3 separate regions of the Sus scrofa genome follow, and all the other regions are linked to region 1. Evidence: chromatin contacts called from public HiChIP or PLAC-seq data. All regions are on one chromosome and are shown on one strand. The core of a region is the stretch at or near the end of the contact, and the rest is flanking DNA. Distances in the headings are between cores, read along the strand shown.

The links. HiChIP or PLAC-seq counts read pairs in DNA pulled down with a chosen protein or histone mark.
Region 2: an H3K27ac HiChIP or PLAC-seq map of alveolar macrophages shows a contact between it and region 1. The contact joins two enhancer-like sites. A contact is called at or near these places in 1 of 47 Hi-C or Micro-C datasets (embryonic fibroblasts) and 1 of 2 datasets of contacts at active chromatin or transcription factors (alveolar macrophages).
Region 3: an H3K27ac HiChIP or PLAC-seq map of alveolar macrophages shows a contact between it and region 1. The contact joins two enhancer-like sites.

What each region holds. Positions count from the first base shown.
Region 1 is chr15:134,668,499-134,671,198 of Sscrofa11.1, forward strand. No RefSeq gene overlaps it. Among named protein-coding and RNA genes, the nearest start is that of ARL4C, 48 kb to the left of the region's middle. Within about 2 kb of position 1,338, at least 9 of the 83 cell types and tissues checked have an H3K27ac peak or open chromatin away from gene starts, as enhancers often do. A contact at or near this core is called in alveolar macrophages, where this site is marked.
Region 2 is chr15:134,384,873-134,387,572 of Sscrofa11.1, forward strand. No RefSeq gene overlaps it. Among named protein-coding and RNA genes, the nearest start is that of SPP2, 100 kb to the left of the region's middle. Within about 2 kb of position 1,344, at least 9 of the 83 cell types and tissues checked have an H3K27ac peak or open chromatin away from gene starts, as enhancers often do. A contact at or near this core is called in alveolar macrophages, where this site is marked.
Region 3 is chr15:134,358,399-134,361,098 of Sscrofa11.1, forward strand. No RefSeq gene overlaps it. Among named protein-coding and RNA genes, the nearest start is that of SPP2, 77 kb to the left of the region's middle. Within about 2 kb of position 1,278, at least 6 of the 83 cell types and tissues checked have an H3K27ac peak or open chromatin away from gene starts, as enhancers often do. A contact at or near this core is called in alveolar macrophages, where this site is marked.

The DNA.
Region 1 (2,700 bases), core at 88-2,587:
AAGATTGAATTGGGCAGGAAGGTCCTCCATCCTCCACGCCGTCCAGCAGCCCTCGCACCTGCCCTGCACAGACCATACCTCTAACATCCTTCCCGATGTGGCCAGGAGGCTGCTTCCAGGGACCTCAACTCAGTCTGGGCAAGAGCGTCCCCTGATCTTGTCCCCAACCTTCTCTCCCTCCCATCTTTCCCACTTATTCATTCAACACACACACACACATACACACGCAGACACCTCACTCCTTCCTGACAGCCCAGCTCTGTATCCCTGCTTTAGAGAAGACGTCTCCCCGACCCCCTTCCCAACAATTAAATGCCGACCCCCACCGTGCGTCTCCTTCACCGGAGTTACTGCAGTTCCCGACACTGCGTGGGTGCACTCGTGTGTGTGTGTGTGTGTGTGTGTGTGTGTTTTGCTCACCACCAAATCACCAGTCTGAGCGAGGTGCCAGGGGCAGAGCTGGGGTTCGATGTTTGTGAAATAAATAGATGACGTGAATAGCCGAAACCATGACAGCCATCCCCTCGCCCCAAAAAGAGGAAGGGGAGCAAATGGAACAACCAGGAAACGGATACTATTTAAGATCTCTCATGACGTTTCTTTTTTACTTACATGGAAAAATGCTAATAAAACTGTTAAGTAAAAATAAAATGCAACTCCAATATGTATCTACAAATACCTGAAGGTATTTATTTTCCACTGATCTCAGAATTCACTGAGAAAGTATCCAAGGCTGAATGACATTATATTTTAAAGCAAACTATTTGGATGACATAGATATAATTTTACAGAAAATAATTATAATTGGAGTTCCCTGGTGGCTCAGCAGTTGAAGGATCTGGCATTGTCACCGCTGTGGCGCAGGTTGGATCCCTGGCCTTGGAATTTCCGCATGCTATGGGCATGGCCAAAACAATAAAATAAAATAAAAAGTAAAATAAACTGTAACTAAGTAACTAAGATCCTGATGATATCTTCTCCCTTTTATCTAGGCAACGGGAAATCAATTTATTTGATGTTAAAAATCTTTGTGAACAAACCCTAATCCTTCTTGCCGTATTTGCTTTCTGTCTCTGGACAAGGAAGTTGAGAAACGCCTAGGAGTAGACCTGTTCAGGGGCCGGCTCTGCCAGAGGACTCAGCTGTCATGAACCGTCAGTCACAGGAGGGCAGGTGGCCTCCGCAGCCCAAGTCCCCCGCTTGGCCAGACACCTAGGTCGTGGCTTTGCTGCCTGGCCCCTGGTCTCCTGTCCACCTAAGTTCACACAAAGGAGAAGGAGCGTTGTGGTGTGTGTGTGCTGTCACATGTATTAATAGAGTTACTGTGAGACTGTTTGGACTGAAAAAAGAACAGCAAAGTGACTCAGTTGCAAAACTCTTGCATCAGCTGATGCTGAGTTGGCCTCCGTCAGAAATGGAAGTGACTCGAAATGCCCAGAACCATCAGAAGCCCGAGTCAAAACCCATGCACGGCCGGCCACCTTGGCGAGGGCCCGAGCTCACTGTGAGGGGCGCCCCAGCATGGCGGTGGCGGGGAGAGGCGCTGGGCTTAGGACACCTGGGAGTCCCCATGAGGGTAGTCCTTGGGAGCGGATAGGACAGGGATTCCTCTGAACAGGCTCAGGGAGCCTTTTGGCATCTCTGGACCCTGCCTCCCTTTGCTAAGACTTTTCTTCTTCTGAACCCAGACTCCCTGACTGGCTTCTTAAAAGGAGGTGGGAATTCCCTCAAAGGCGACCCCACCGTGGAGCATGATCAGCCCTGTAGGAAAGCTTCTGGAGGCTTCCAAGCCAGGTTAAGGTCTTACAGGAAGCCCCTGAGTGAGTGCCGCAGGCTTGCCCACATTCCAAGCACCTGTGTCCTCCAGGCTGGCTGCCCACTTAGGAACAGCTGGAGGTGGAAAAGCCCTTCACCAAGGCCACTCAGGCCAACACCAGGGTCTAGTGTCCCATCTCGGCGGGTCCTCGGTGAGGCCTGAAAAGACTTTTCTCCTTTTTCCTTCTTCATCTCTCTTCATCCTTCACCACAGCAACTCCAAATAGTCAGCATGTAAAGGGCTAAACAGGTGCACTTGCTTCCTAACTGTCACAGGCTAGATGGCTTAAAACAGTGGGGATTCATTCTCCCGGGGCTCTGGAGGCTACAAGTCCCAAATCAAGGTGTCAGCCGGGTGGCTTCCTCCTGGAGGCTCTGAAGGAGAATCTGTTCCATTTTCTCTCTTAGCTCCTGGGGGTTCCCAGCCTCCCTCAGTGCTTCCTGGATGATGGAGGCCTCGTTTCCATTTCCCCTGGAATGGACTCCCTTCTTAGGACTCCCGAGAACCCTCGGAGAAAACTGCCCTACTGTGGGAGCAATCCTGGGCTCTGGGGCATTAGTTGTGGTGAACTTTTCCCCAGACCTCACGGTCTGATTTTCAGGGCTTGTGAGCATGAGTTTGGGTACCAGAGTCTCAGTCTGAACCCCGAATTCACCAGCACTGCCACCTTGGGCCAATCCTCATTCTCCCCAGAGGTCAAGGGTTCCTCCCTCCTTTAAAATTAGCCTAAGATGGAGTTCCCACTGCGGCTCAGTGGGAACAACCCGACTGGTATCCCTAAGGATATGGGTTCCTCCGGCTCTTCAGCAGGTTAAGGATGTGGCGTTGCCGTGAGCTGTGGTCTAGGCCGCAGACGTGGCTCAGATCCAGTGTTGCTGTGGCTG
Region 2 (2,700 bases), core at 94-2,593, 280 kb before region 1:
AGCCACGTGGAATCCTGAGCCTCTGAGACCCTGGATGCCCTTCCCTTTCCAGCAATGTGTGGACGTGGCCTGCATGGGTTTACGAGACCCAGTTGTGTACAAATCTTCCCAACTCCTTCCTATTCAGCGAATTCATGTTAGTAGCTTGACATTGACTCCAGTGGGAGTCTTTACACATAGGAATAGGGAAATGCTACAAATCAGGATTTTTTTCTCTCTCTCCCATTTCAAAAAGCCAACTGTTAGTTATTTATGAGAATAGCACTGTTTCTGGTGTTCAGAAACAACAGAATGCAGGAAAAGCAACAAACCCCCTGTGCAGAGTTGAGTCCTGTGTTTTGTTGTTTGAATTACATCTCCCAGGGTGCAATGCACCACCCAGAGCCCTCTCTTAATTTCTGTCCTGTGGTTTTCAGGGTGTGGGGTGGGAAGGTTGCTGTGGATGGGGCTTTAGAGGTGGAGCAGGCTGACTTCCTCTGACAGCAGCTCCCATGCAATAAAATTTTGCCAAATTACCTTGTTGGTAGGGAAGGTGCCATTTCCTTGCACCCATGCTTGGATCTTCTCAGATCTTTTTATAAGTTCATATACTAAAGATTTGGGGCACCAGCCCTGTACCAGTCACTGTTTTCTATATCTGGGATGCAGTGATGGATCCTGCTGAAGGTAGAGAAACATGTCACCTCCCACTGGAAATGCAAGGATCGGATTCCTCCTGTTGGGGTCTATATTGATGTGAGTGGCATGTGTAAGAGCCCCTCCCTTCTGGCTCCTGACTCCATTTTAGTGAAGTGATTAATTTTCACAATAACCATTGTATAAATAGTGAATCCGCATTCATAATATTTGCTGCCAACATAAATTAAACTTAAAAAAAAAAAAAAAAAGAGTTCCCTAGTGGCTTAGCAATTACGATCTGGCTTTGTCACTGCTGTGGCTTGGGTTCGATTCCTAGCCTGGGAAATTCTGAGTACTGCGGGCATGGCCAAAAAAAAAAAAAATGCCTTCCAATAAATACAACAAATAACCACCAATTTTTAAAAGTAGCATTCATCCATTTATTAAGTAAATATTTACTGAGCAGCTGCTTGTGTGCCAGGGACGATGACAGGAGCTGGCCTGCCACTGCCCCTCTCTCGTGGAATGCATAGAGTCTCCCATTGTATAAACTTTTCTTTTTCAGCAATATCTCAAGTATCAGTTAAAAACTGGCAGAGTCTGTCCTTAGACACCCTTTAATCAGGCTCTTCCGAGTTCTGTTTTTGAGCAGGCCTTGCCTTTGGCCTCTGTCCTTGGCCTAGTTAGTCCAATTTTAGAAAGAATCTTGATGCGTCAGTTTACCAAGAAGCCCCCACCCTTGGTGTGATGTAATAAGATGCATACATTTGGCCTCTGTCCTGGTTTCCTGGCATTCAGTGTCTAAAACCCAATCTCCCAAGTGATAAGAGTCTATTTATATCCAAATGAGATGACCAGGGCTTTAGGGAGGGCTCCCGGACAGCCTCAGCATGGGGGCTGGTTTCCAGGGAAACTAATCTAGTGATTAGAGGACTAGAGCTTTCAGCAACCCCCAACTCAACTCCAAGGAAAGAGAGACTAGAGGTTGAGTTAATCATGAATGGCCAGTTATCTACGCAAACATGCTTCCAGATAATACCCTATATATTGGGGTTGGGAGAGCTTCCAGTTGGTGAGCCCATGGAGATGCTGGTGAAACAGGAGGAAAGGGAGCAGGGCACAACCTTTGAAAGAATGATGTAGTCCTTCAGTACAGGACAAACCTGGTAGAACCAACTAGGTCCAAGATGGCAGAAGATCCAACTGCCAGTGGATCTTGAGCTTCACTATACACTCACTGCAACCACTAGCCTGCTAACGACACACCCACCAAAACCAGGACACTTCTGAAGCCAGCCATAAAAGGCCAAAAAGTGGACCATGGGCCAATTCCTGGAAGTCCCCACCCCTTCTCCAAAACAGTTGGAGTAATCCTCCCACTCGTTAGCTTATGAAATTACCCAGCCCACACAAATTAACCACCCTGATATCTCAGGGCTGCTCTCGCTCTCTCACCTTTTGAGACAGACTGCCTTGCTTATATGGAATGTGTTTCTTCCAGGAGGCTCTCGCGCTTTGTCCATGTCTCGCAATAAAGCTAAGTATTGCCTATCACTTTGCCTCTTACTGAATTCCTTCTGTGCTGAGACACACAAAATGTCTGAACTTCAGTAAGTCCTGGGGCCAGAGGTGTGATTGGAATGAAATATCAGTGGGTGTGAGGCAGAATAATCCCTCAGGTCATCAGTAGGAGTGTGGGCTTCCATGCCTTCTTTGATGGGGCTACTGATTAACATTTGTGGCTTAAGGGCTCCAGGGAGAACACCCCACAGACCTTGTGTACTACAGGGGGTGTGCCTACACCTAGATGGACATTTATCTCTAACCCTCTGTGACTCAGTTTATGGGAAGAGAAGGGCAAAGACACCATGAGACTTCTGGCACATTTCCACCCATCAGACCCCTACTGGACAAGGATGGATAGAGGTAACCGGGCAAGGGAAGGGGAGAAAACCACATCTTTGTGGAGCCCATGTTGGTACCCCCCATCTTTAAGGGATAAAACCCCCTATAGGGCAAAGGGGCGGGGGTGGGGCATGAGGGGGACTCTTCTTCCCCCTCCCAGTCTGTCCTGGGAGCTGT
Region 3 (2,700 bases), core at 28-2,527, 310 kb before region 1:
GTGAAGGTGTATGTTCAGTCCCCGCCCAGCACAGTGGGTTAAAGGATCTGGCATTGCGACAGGTGTGACGTAGGTCGCAGCTGTGGCTCAGATTCACTCCCTGGCCCAGGAAATTCCACATACTGCAGATATGGCCTTAAAATAAGAAAAAATAAAAATAAATAAAAAAAAAAGAAATAGTCATTCTTGATTTGGGGAGAACACAAGCCCAAAGAAAGATTCTTAATAACTGAAGACATATTTAGGCAAAAGGATTTCCAAAACATACTTCATGTGAATTCTATTTAGAGTTTGCATTTTTATGAGAACTGCCTACAGAGTGTGATTTGAGGTTATCGCATAATTCTTCCAGGTTGTCAGATGGGCATGAAATCCCACCTCTACCCCCTCCATGCCTCCCCCTCAACTCCACCCACTGCTGAGATTTCTGTCCAATTTCCAAGATTCTGCTGACCTTGGGCAAGTCACCCCACCTCTCTGGTCCTCAGACTTAGCCGCCTCAAGATGAAGGGGCTGGGCCAAGTTGTCCCTATAGGCCCCTCCGTGCCTCACATTCTAGGAGCTATTTTCCTAGTTAAAATGGAAAGGCTCCTAAGAGGTGCTTGGGTGGCTAGGGTGGAAGGAGGGAGGAGGGGCGAGGGTGGGAGGATGGCACCTGGCGGGCCCTGGGCTTCGGGAGTGTCCCGTGAAGGAAACAGATGCTTGGGCTGGAAAAAAAAATGGGGAGAGAGGGACCACATTTAGGAGGTTTCATTTCTTCCGCAATTTAATCTAAGGTTGACTTAAATTTTAATGCATGGCTTTGATTGTCAGTTCATTAAAAAATAGTAATTATATGGGCAATTAAAGCCTGAAATTAAAAACACACAGAGACGTTAGCGATAGGTCTTTAAATTACACCGAGGCTGCCTGAATTTCCAGTCCTGATTGTTTTCAGATCATTAACCCATCGACAGAGGTGTAGGGTCTGACCAACAGCTAACGCAAGATAAGAGGGGGAGACAAAAAAGAACCGTCCCAAAGTGAGCGCAAAACTTCCCTGAACAGAAAATCGGAGTCAGAGCTCTACCAAGCCTCCCTTTATGGGCATTTGATGATCTCACACACTTTTCCTTTTCGAAGTGACCATGCGGGTTGAGGGCTATGATTTGCACAATTAGCGAGTATGTAGTAACGAATAGATTGCATCAACCAAAATAACTGAATCACTTGCTGTGGGGCAGAAACTAACACGACGACATTGTAAATCAACTACACGTCAGTCAGCCACTGAGTGGCTGGTCCACTGAGTGCAAGGGCTTAAACTTTACTCAGTGGTTGTCTATTTACTGCTGGTCTGAAGGGTAAGCTGCCGGCCGGCAGGGACTTCCTGGTTTCTTCTTTGCTGGGTCCTGGAGCCTGGGGTGGAGCCTGGCTCAGTCAACATTAGTGGGTGAGGCACCCCAGGCTTGCCTGGGAAGATGGGCTTCCTTCTGGGGAGAGATGATTTGCAAAACAACCAGGACGGAAGATTCTTTCCAATGACTGTTCACACCCAAAGATGAGGATGCAGAAAGAATCTCCCCAAGCATGACTGAGATGGAATATCCCAACAACCACAGCGGGTGGGGGGCTGACCGTATTTATTTGATTTAAGAAAGTAAAGCTGTGGGTTCCAGTTACCTGTTGGGGCATAACAGACCTCCCCAAACATAGTGGCAGAAAATATCAAATTTTTTGTATACTCACAGGTTTTGTGAGTCAGGCATTGGAGAGAGATGGTTCTTCTCTGCTCCACGGTGTCTGGGGCCTCACCTGGGAAGATGTGGAGGGCAGAGGGGCTGGGATCTTCAGAGGCTCCGCCCCACACGTGTCTGGATCCTGGGCTGGGGCCACTAGGAGTCTGGACTTGGTGGGGTCTTCTGACCACAGCCCCTACCTGTGGTCTCTCCCTGTGGCTTGGGTTCCTCAGCAGGGTGGCTGGGTTCCAGGTGGAGCTTCCTAAGCGAAGAGGCTGCCTCCCCTATCTGACCTGGCCTGAGAAGTTACACAGCGTCACTTCCACCACTTGATTGTCACAGCTGCTCAGATCCAAGGGCCATAACCTGCCTCTTGATGGAAGGGAGGCCAAAGGACCTGTGGCCACTTTTTAGAACTTCCCCAGAGTGCGAGGTCTTTCCATCAGATGTCTGCATGGAGACAAAGGGCATTTGATTATGCCCTGAAGGTAGCTGGCAGTCATCTTTTCCACAGCTATTTATTGAATGTCTTCCCCGGACCAGGCACTATTGGAGGCGCGGGGCTACTGCATGGAACAAAGTGGGCAAAAATACTGGTCCTTTAAAAACAAAATACATCCCCTTAAATAGCCTATATGTCAACATGGCAAGATGGACAATAAATATGTAAAGACTTAAAATATGTGATATGAGTCTGTTCCCACATCGTGGAGAAAAATAAATCATGGAGGGGGGTTAGGAAGCAAGGGGTGTGGGGTTTCCGTTGTGGTGCAGCGGAAACGAATCTGACTAGGAACCATGAGGTTGCAGGTTCAATCCCTGGCCTTGCTCAGTGGGTTAAGGATCTGGCGTTGCCGTGAGCTGGGGTGTAGGTCGCATCGAGGCTCGGATCTGGCGTTGCTGTGGCCGTGGTACAGGCTGGGGGCTACAGCTCCGATTGGACCCTAGCCTGGGAATGTCCATATGCTGTGGGTGCGGCCCC